2 separate regions of the Mus musculus genome follow, and region 2 is linked to region 1. Evidence: chromatin contacts called from public promoter capture Hi-C data. All regions are on one chromosome and are shown on one strand. The core of a region is the stretch at or near the end of the contact, and the rest is flanking DNA. Distances in the headings are between cores, read along the strand shown. Region 1 holds the start of Fcrl5 (Fc receptor-like 5). Region 2 holds the start of Cd5l (CD5 antigen-like).

What was found. Promoter capture Hi-C pulls out the DNA fragments that hold promoters and counts their contacts.
Region 2: a contact with region 1 is called in a promoter capture Hi-C map of macrophages, with 6 read pairs. The contact joins the promoter of Cd5l here to the promoter of Fcrl5 in region 1. A contact is called at or near these places in 17 of 39 promoter capture datasets (the 3T3-L1 cell line, the HPC-7 cell line, cancer-associated fibroblasts and 11 more), 1 of 15 datasets of contacts at CTCF or cohesin (CD8 T cells), 3 of 484 Hi-C or Micro-C datasets (the G1E-ER4 cell line, cortical neurons and embryonic stem cells) and 3 of 9 other capture datasets (adipose tissue, liver and pancreatic islet).

What each region holds. Positions count from the first base shown.
Region 1 is chr3:87,433,961-87,437,976 of GRCm38.p6, forward strand. Fcrl5 (Fc receptor-like 5) reads left to right here and starts at 1,822. Exons shown (of 13, transcript NM_183222.3): 1 at 1,822-1,988. The coding sequence starts at 1,925.
Region 2 is chr3:87,355,803-87,359,818 of GRCm38.p6, forward strand. It overlaps Cd5l (CD5 antigen-like), which reads left to right and starts at 2,079. Exons shown (of 6, transcript NM_009690.2): 1 at 2,079-2,227. The coding sequence starts at 2,200.

The DNA of each region.
Region 1 (4,016 bases), core at 572-3,071:
GAAGGACTGGGTGATGGTTTGTAGATGCTCAGGCCAGGGAGTGGCACTATTAGAAGGTGTGGCTTTGTTGGAGTAAGTGTGTCACTGTGGGTGTGGTGTTTAAGACTCTCATCCTTGCTGCTTGGAAGCCAGTCTTCTCCTAGCAGCCTTCAGATGAAGATGTAGAGCTCTCAACTCCTCCTGCACCACACCTGCCTGAATGCTGCCATGTTCCCACCTTGATGATAATGGACTGAACCTCTGAACCTGTAAGCCAGTCCCAATTAAACATTGTCCTTGTAAGAGTTGCCTTGGTCATGGTGTCTGTTTACAGCAGCAAAACCCTAAAACAGACTGATAAATTCTTCTATGTCAAATCTGAAATAATAATTCATAAGAAGGCAATAGCAATGACCAAGAAGAGAAGCCAGAGTAAGAAAAGATGTTTCACAAATGTGCTCAAAAAAACTTATCTTCCGAATAGAAAGAAGTACAAAACAAGATGAGAAAGGTGAGAGATTTGAACAAACACTTCACATTTTAAGAAAAGTTACCTAAGATACCATTTAAAACATGAAAAAAGTCTGCTAGGCATAGTGGTACACACCTTTAGTCCCAGCGCTTAGGAAACAAAAACAGGCAAATCTCTGTGAGTTCAAGGTTATCCTAGTCTACAGCATGAACTCCAAGTCATCCAGAGATATATAGTAATAATACCTTCTCTTTTAAAAATTAATAAACCATATAATATGAAAAGTTAGAATCTCATAATTCATTGAAATGAATAAAAAAATGTGCAAGGTGAGCACATTTCTGCTGGGGGTGGGGGCAATGAGCTCCCCTATGCTGCCTGGTGGGTTCCCATTGACTTGGTCATATCAGAAAGTCATTCAACAACACTGTCTGAACTGAACACAGTATTGCATGCTCTATAACCAGGAATCCCACCCTCAAGTGTATGCCCAGTAGAAATGTGTGCACGTATCTACAGGAGACACTCAGAATATTCACAGCCACCCCTTCTGTCTCAGCTTCCTTTTGAAATTCTCCTCCTGAGCTGTGACAGATTAATCTCCTTATCCCTGTATGTTTTCCTCAGGGCGCAGTGATATTGATGTGACATAAATACCAGAGGCATTGATAAATATGAAATTAAATATCTCTTTGGGAAGATCCAGGTCTGAGTCTAGAAAGAAACTATGGGAAAAGTTGTCTGTAAGAAAAAAAACCTATCATTTTTCATTACAGGGAATTTTGTTGACACAATGTCAGAATAGAAACTCAACTTTAAAAAATTAGATTTAAATTTAAAAGCAATCCATTCACACAGTAATTTAAAGGGGGAAACAGCAGAGAAAGACAAAATGAAATGCCTATTTCCCCCTTAATTTCTCAAACACAACTGTTGATTTTGTGCATTCTCTAGGAGAAAATGGTACCCTTAGAGTTGTTCATATACACATACATTTCATTTCTTACCTCTGCTCCATAAAGGATGCTCTGCAAATTCCAATCCACATCTCACTTTCTCTCTCCCAGCAGCTGAGATGGCATTGCCCTTTTACGTATGTGTAGCCTCACCTTACCATTAATGGTGTTACCGTAACAATCCCACAGCCATGATCACGTCTGATGCTTACATGCTCAGACAGTGCTGAATGTCAGCCATTTTTTATAGAACCATCTTCTCATAATCTCCTTAAGGTACTTTCCCCAGCAGCCAAAATGTGGTGTTGAAAGCATGTGATTATTAAACCCCAAAGTTTTCACTTTGTCTGTAGGGCAGGAAACTAATTAACAATTAAATGCGGCTACTTCTACTTCCTTTTTCTGATTCAAGTTACACTCAACTGTTTTAGAAGAGCAGTTCCCCAGATTTCTCCTTGGAGCTGTGAGTGACTACCATTGCGAGCAAGAGCAAGAGGAAAGCACTACCTGTGAGCAGATGTCTGGTTCATTCTCACCCTGTGTGGTGTTCACACAGATGTGGCTGACTCTACTGGTTGTGAGTGAGTAGATGGCTCAATATGGGGATAGAGTGGGTCGGACAGCATCTCTCTCCACTACAGGCCTGGTACTCTCTTAAGTTTTAGCTCCTCAGTTTCCCCGTGTGAGGCTGTGTTCCCCGACTTTACTGTACAGCTTAGAATTTCCTCTCCTGAGCCCAAAGAAAGTAGTCACAGGTTGAAAAAAAAATCCTTCAATGGACAGAGGAAGAAACGGTAGCAATGGCACTAGAGTTTCGCTTGCTTTCTTTTCTTTAACAAATACTTTATGAAGCACAGAAAGTAAATCACACTTGCTTGTTCAAACTCTTTTATTCAAATGAGAACTATATTTTAATCCCGTGTAGACAGGCTAGACCCTGGTCTTGTGCCTAAGATGATAGCTCCTTCTGCACATTAGCAAGAGCCATGAGCAGGACTGGGCGCCTTAAGTACAAGAGGGGAAATCAGGAAGGAGAGGTACCTACAGCAGTGGCTATGTCACTGCCCATGGATATGCATGCATTTCTGTCAGTTCATGCCTACAAAGGGTTTGCTTCTTACTAAATTTTAAATGGAATTAAATGTGGGTTCATCTATTTTAAAAAAGTTCTTAGGCCGGGCAGTGGTGGCGCATGCCTTTAATCCTAGCACTTGGGAGGCAGAGGCAGGAGGATTTCTGAGTTCGAGGCCAGCCTGGTCTACAGAGTGAGTTCCAGCACAGCCAGGGCTATACAGAGAAACCCTGTCTTGAAAAACCAAAAAACAAAAACCAACCAACCAAACAAACAAACAAACAAAAGGTTCTTAGCGCCATCTATGCACAGCATTGTATGCAATGCTGAGGACGGAGGGTTGTTTTGTGCCCACAAGGGAAAACACCAAAAAAAAAAAAAAAAAGCTCTCAGCAAAGCCAGTGCACAAGAAACAGCTGGGAAACACAATTCTAGTAAAATAAAATCCCAGTGGATGGCACAGACAGATAACCATAACCATCTACATACCAGTCAGGTGATCAGACTAAGCAACAGATAGGGCAAGGCCCATCAGAAACAGAAGCATATCCAAACTTAAGAAGTACTTAAGAAGGCAGGGGAAAGGAGGGAAGAAGAAGGGAGGGGAGGACAGGACAGGACAGGAAGGTGTTCATACAGTGTGCTGTGAGCTAAGGTTAGAGTTTGGATTCAAATCTGTGTTGTCACCTACTAGCCACTTAACAAGCTTTCTTCTTTCTTTTCTTCCTTCCTTCCTTCCTTCCTTCCTTCCTTCCTTCCTTCCTTTTTTCTTTATTGAAAATAGATTTTTTTCTTACATAATACATCCTGATTATTTCCCTCCCTCTACTCTTCCCACTTTCTCCCCACCTCCCCTACCATGTGAATCCACTCTCTTTCTGACTCTCATTAGATAACAACGGGCTTCTAAGAGATAAGAACAAAAAATATAATAAGTAAGATAATACAAAAACTATCACATCCAAGTTGAACAAAACAAACCAACAGAAAAAAAGGAGTCTAAGAGCAGGCACAAGAATCAGCCCCACTCGTTCTCATGCTTAGGGCTCCCATTAAAAGCACAAACCTGGAAGCCATAATATATGCTCAGAGGACCTGGTGCAGATCCATGCAGGCCCTGCGCACGCTGCATCAGTCTCTGTGAGTCCTGGTAACCTCTGCTTATGTTGATTTAGAGGGCCTTATTTCCCGGTGTCCTCCGTCCCTACTGGTTCCCTTTCCTGAGCTCTGAGGGGAGAGAGAGAGACTCTCTCTCTCTCTCTCTCTCTCTCTCTCTCTCTCTCTCTCTTCCCCCCCCCCAATAATGTCAGGTCCTCTGGTTTCGTTCCCATCTACTGCAGGAGGAAACTTCTCTGATGATGGCTGAACAATGATCTACAAGTGCAGCAGCACATCATTAGCAGACACTCACTACATTTCTATCTTGTTTTTTAACACTAGTAATACTTGGTGCTTTCATTGAGACCTCCTCCATATATGTATATATTTTAGGAAGTTTCTACTGCATTAATTTTCCATACTAACCCTCAAATACTCC
Region 2 (4,016 bases), core at 829-3,328, 78 kb before region 1:
CCTCTCAGGGAATGTACACAGGCAGAGCTTGTCCAGGGCCTTTCGGGTAATTCTGGCTACACTCATTAGGAGTCTTTCTGCTTGAGGACAATCCACAACAGATACACCATACCATTAGTAGCTGCTTCTGTCCTGTGAAATAATGTCCCTGCTGACTGACGAGCTTGATTTCCTTTCTTTATCTTCTTGATCGAGCTAATAAAATATTTTATTGGGAAAATATTTTGTCTTCCCCCCCCTCAATTTCTTATGTGAAATATATTCCTGAATCACAAGTCTGTGTTCTCCAGGATGCTTTTTGCCCACAGGCTGAGATTAAGACTTTTATTTTTCAAGGATAAATTCTGTTGTTTGTGTCAGGGTCTGGAAGGATTGAGGAGAACACAGAGCATTTTAGTTACAATGTATCCCATGGCCCTAGCACACCAACTCCTGCCTTTTTGCCCTCCCAGGCACCCATCTGCTGTTGATAAATGGACAATTGTGCTTTTGTTGGCTTGTGCCCTACCAAGCTCTGCTACTCTCAGTTCTTAGCCCCTGGTCACCACCTCAGGCAGACGTAGTCACTTCCTACATTGTGTCCTCAAAATTCTTCCATTCCCCTGTCTTACAGCAGATTTTATGACTTATTCTTTTGGGGTTCCAAGCCAGCCCTGGTCACTCTCTTCCTTCAACACATCCTCTGGAGATTCAAGGCTGCTGAAAACTGTTTTTGGAGAAAACGATTGTTAGAACATGGGCCTGCACCTTTAGACCAGACCCCAAAGCCTGTATCATGTAACGCCATGCAGCTTTCTCTGGGACAGGGTTAAGAAACAGTGTGTTCTGTGACTTGACAGCTTTCCATGCCCTTTGTCACCTCTGCTGTGATGAACTAACTCATGTGATGTAGGACTTCCTGCTACTCCTCAGAGGCTATAGAATGATAGACCTTTCCTTTGTTCTTGGGGTGGGCCTGAGCCTCCTCACAAGGAGTTTCTCATAGAGGTATTGTGCAGGCTCCTTTTGCCTCCTCCCACCATGCCCTGTCAGTGTCTCAACCCCGCCCCGCTCCCCCACCCCCAATCTCACTCATAATGGAACTTCTCCAAGTTTTAAAGGGAAACCTCTCCTTCACTGTAAGGTTCCATCAAGTTTAGATCCTCATATGATTGTTTCGAATGTTCTCCCTTCCACCTCAAGGCCCCTTCGTGGTCTTAGCATCTTCTCTTTTTAATAAACTTTCCATCCAAAGGAAACCCTGAATTATGTGTCGGCTTCCCATTCTGAACTGACTGACACTATTATCTTCTTTTACTATTTTTTTAAATAAGTAAACAAAGAGATAAAGGACTAAAACTAAACCCCATGGTAAACCAAGTTTCACGCTAAGTAATCTAAGCTATGCCACCATCGGGGAAAGCTTACTTTGCTAGAAAGAGCCAAGGTTATATCCATGCTTGAAGCTTTATGTGCCACTAAATTAGCTCTTGAAGGGCAGGTGTGCTTAATAATGGAGGACTTGAGAGGGCTGAGCATCCTGATGGATATGCGGCTCAATTTGTTTTTTAACATAATTTAGACTGGAAGAACACCTGAGTTTAGTGAAGGATGTCTGTCCCTCACCACAGGGATTTGTGGCCATCCAAGTTGCAAAGATGGGTACAACTAGCAAACCCTAGGAGAGCAAGCAGACTATGTGTTAGGCTTCTGACCAGCACTCGGGAAGCTGGTTGAAGGTAGGAAAGCCATCCCTAAAAACAGAGATAGATGCCACAATCGTGACTTACATTTGGAAGTCAAGTCATTGCCCCACAGACCCTCAATGGAGGCTAAATATGGTCTAGGCTTCTAATGAAAGAGGACTGTACTGGGGTATCTACCTTCCCTTAGGAAGACTGTTTCTTCATTAACATAGAGCAGAAACTAAAGCAGAGACAGGTTGAGTTAGGCTTTCAGTATGATGAAATCATGATAAGAAAGCCTCCCTCCACCCACATTTTTTCAGGATCTTGGCCACTCAGTCACCTCCCTTCCTCTGGCCATGCTGAACTCAGCACATCTGGCTCTATCAGTCCCACCCCCTGGGCCTTTGGTCATTTGATAAAGCTCCTACTGCACACAGGACCTGCCTCTCTTCCTTATTCTAGTGTTCAAACCAAATACCACTGCCTGAGGCCTACAGCCTGTCTCACCACTCCATCGTCAGCTGCCTGGGCCATGGCTCCATTGTTCAACTTGATGCTGGGTGAGTGTCCCTGCTTCTGTGGCTAATCTTGTCACAGAGGAGGCAAGTGTCTGGGGCTTTCTGGAGATGTTACTAGGAGGATATTCTCCAATCCTGATTCAGGCATCTTTCAAAAGCAGTTTTCTATATATGGTAACTTATTCTAAACCTTAGAAAGCCCCCTAAAGCCATATTTGGAGTTTGCCTTGATTGTCAGATTTCTGTCTATTTCCTTATATCTACACAAATTTTCCTTTGACACACATGTACAATTAAAAAAATGACTGGATGTTGGGTAGAAGTGAGGTAGAGCAAGGAGAGAAAGGACATCTCTCAGGGGATCTGCTTGGCTAGCTCACAGTTACCCCTTGAGAGTATTTTGTTTCTTGTAATAAGACTTTGACAACATCCTTTCCCTATCTTTTTAAAAGTCTTTATTGAAAGAAAGAAAGTAGAGTTGCAAAATAACCATCTCTCATTAGTCTATTAATCTAGCATCCTCTGGAAATGATTCACAGGGTTCTCTAATTTTCCCAAGGTCAGTCTAGATACTGGATAATCTAGAGTTTTGAATTGCAAAGAAACATGTATTTTTAGTCATGGCTCTTAACTGAATTTCTAGGTTACCATACTTCACTGAAGTTTTGCTCTCTAAAGTAAAGATGAAGTTAAAATCCTAAAAAGTTTTAAAAAGGATTTTGTATGTTGTCTGTGTGTTTGTGTGTATAACAGAGGGAAAACTTGGGTTGCTGGTTAACCTTATTTTGAGACCATTCCATTGGCCCGAGTTGGCCAATCAGTCTAGGTTGGTTGGCCGATGAGCACTGGGGAGTCTCCCTCCTCTGTCTATCCAGTACTAGGACTACAAGTTCATGCCCTTCTAGAAGCCTTTTAATAATGTGATTAATATGTGATAGCCAGTGATGTCTGCTGATCTGCTACCCTATAAGTGTCATCCATTTTTAGTATCTTGATTACTGAAAGCATCACTAAAGCCTACACTGTTCTTTCCGCTTCAGACATATATGTCTGATGAAGGGTCTTTACCACATCTTAAACATCTCTACAACCATGCAGAAACCAACACTAGCCTTGCCTCTTGTGGATTACTGTTGAGCCTTCAAGGTCTCACCTGAAGTCTCATTTCCTTCAGAAAGTCCTCAGATCTGTGACAACTGCCCTCATCCCTCCAGTCAACATCAGAAGGCTCCAAGTCATTTACTCACTGTGTCATTTCTGCTCCTGTGTGTCAGCTTGTTACACTCCCTTTCCTTTTAATGTTTCCCTGTCCTGTGTGGGAAGTTACACCATGCATATACATAGTGTAAGTGAGTTTTAGAAAGTTGTAATATACAAAGCCTCAGACTGAGAGTGGCTTCACCATGAAGATTAAGAATTAGAAGGTCCTGAAAACTATTTATAGAAAGAAGTATTTCAGAATTAGTCACTGAGCTATTTGGAGCTATTTGAAAAACTCTAGACTGTTCCACCTATAGGGTTGCAGACCCCTTCAGCTCCTTGGGTGCTTTCTCTAGCTTCTCCATTGGGGGCCCTGTGTATATCCATCCTATAGATGACTGTGAGCATCCACCAGTACAGGGGAATGCCAGGGCCAAGAAGTGGGAGTGGGTGGGTAGGGGAGCAGGGCAGGGGGAGGGTATAGGGAACATTCAGGATAGCATTTGAACAGTACCCCCTGAGCTTGTGTCTCTAGCTGCATATGTATCAGAAGTTGGCCTAGTCGGCCATCATTGGGAAGAGAGGCCCCTTGGTCTAGCAAACTTTATATGTCTCAGTATGGGGGAACACA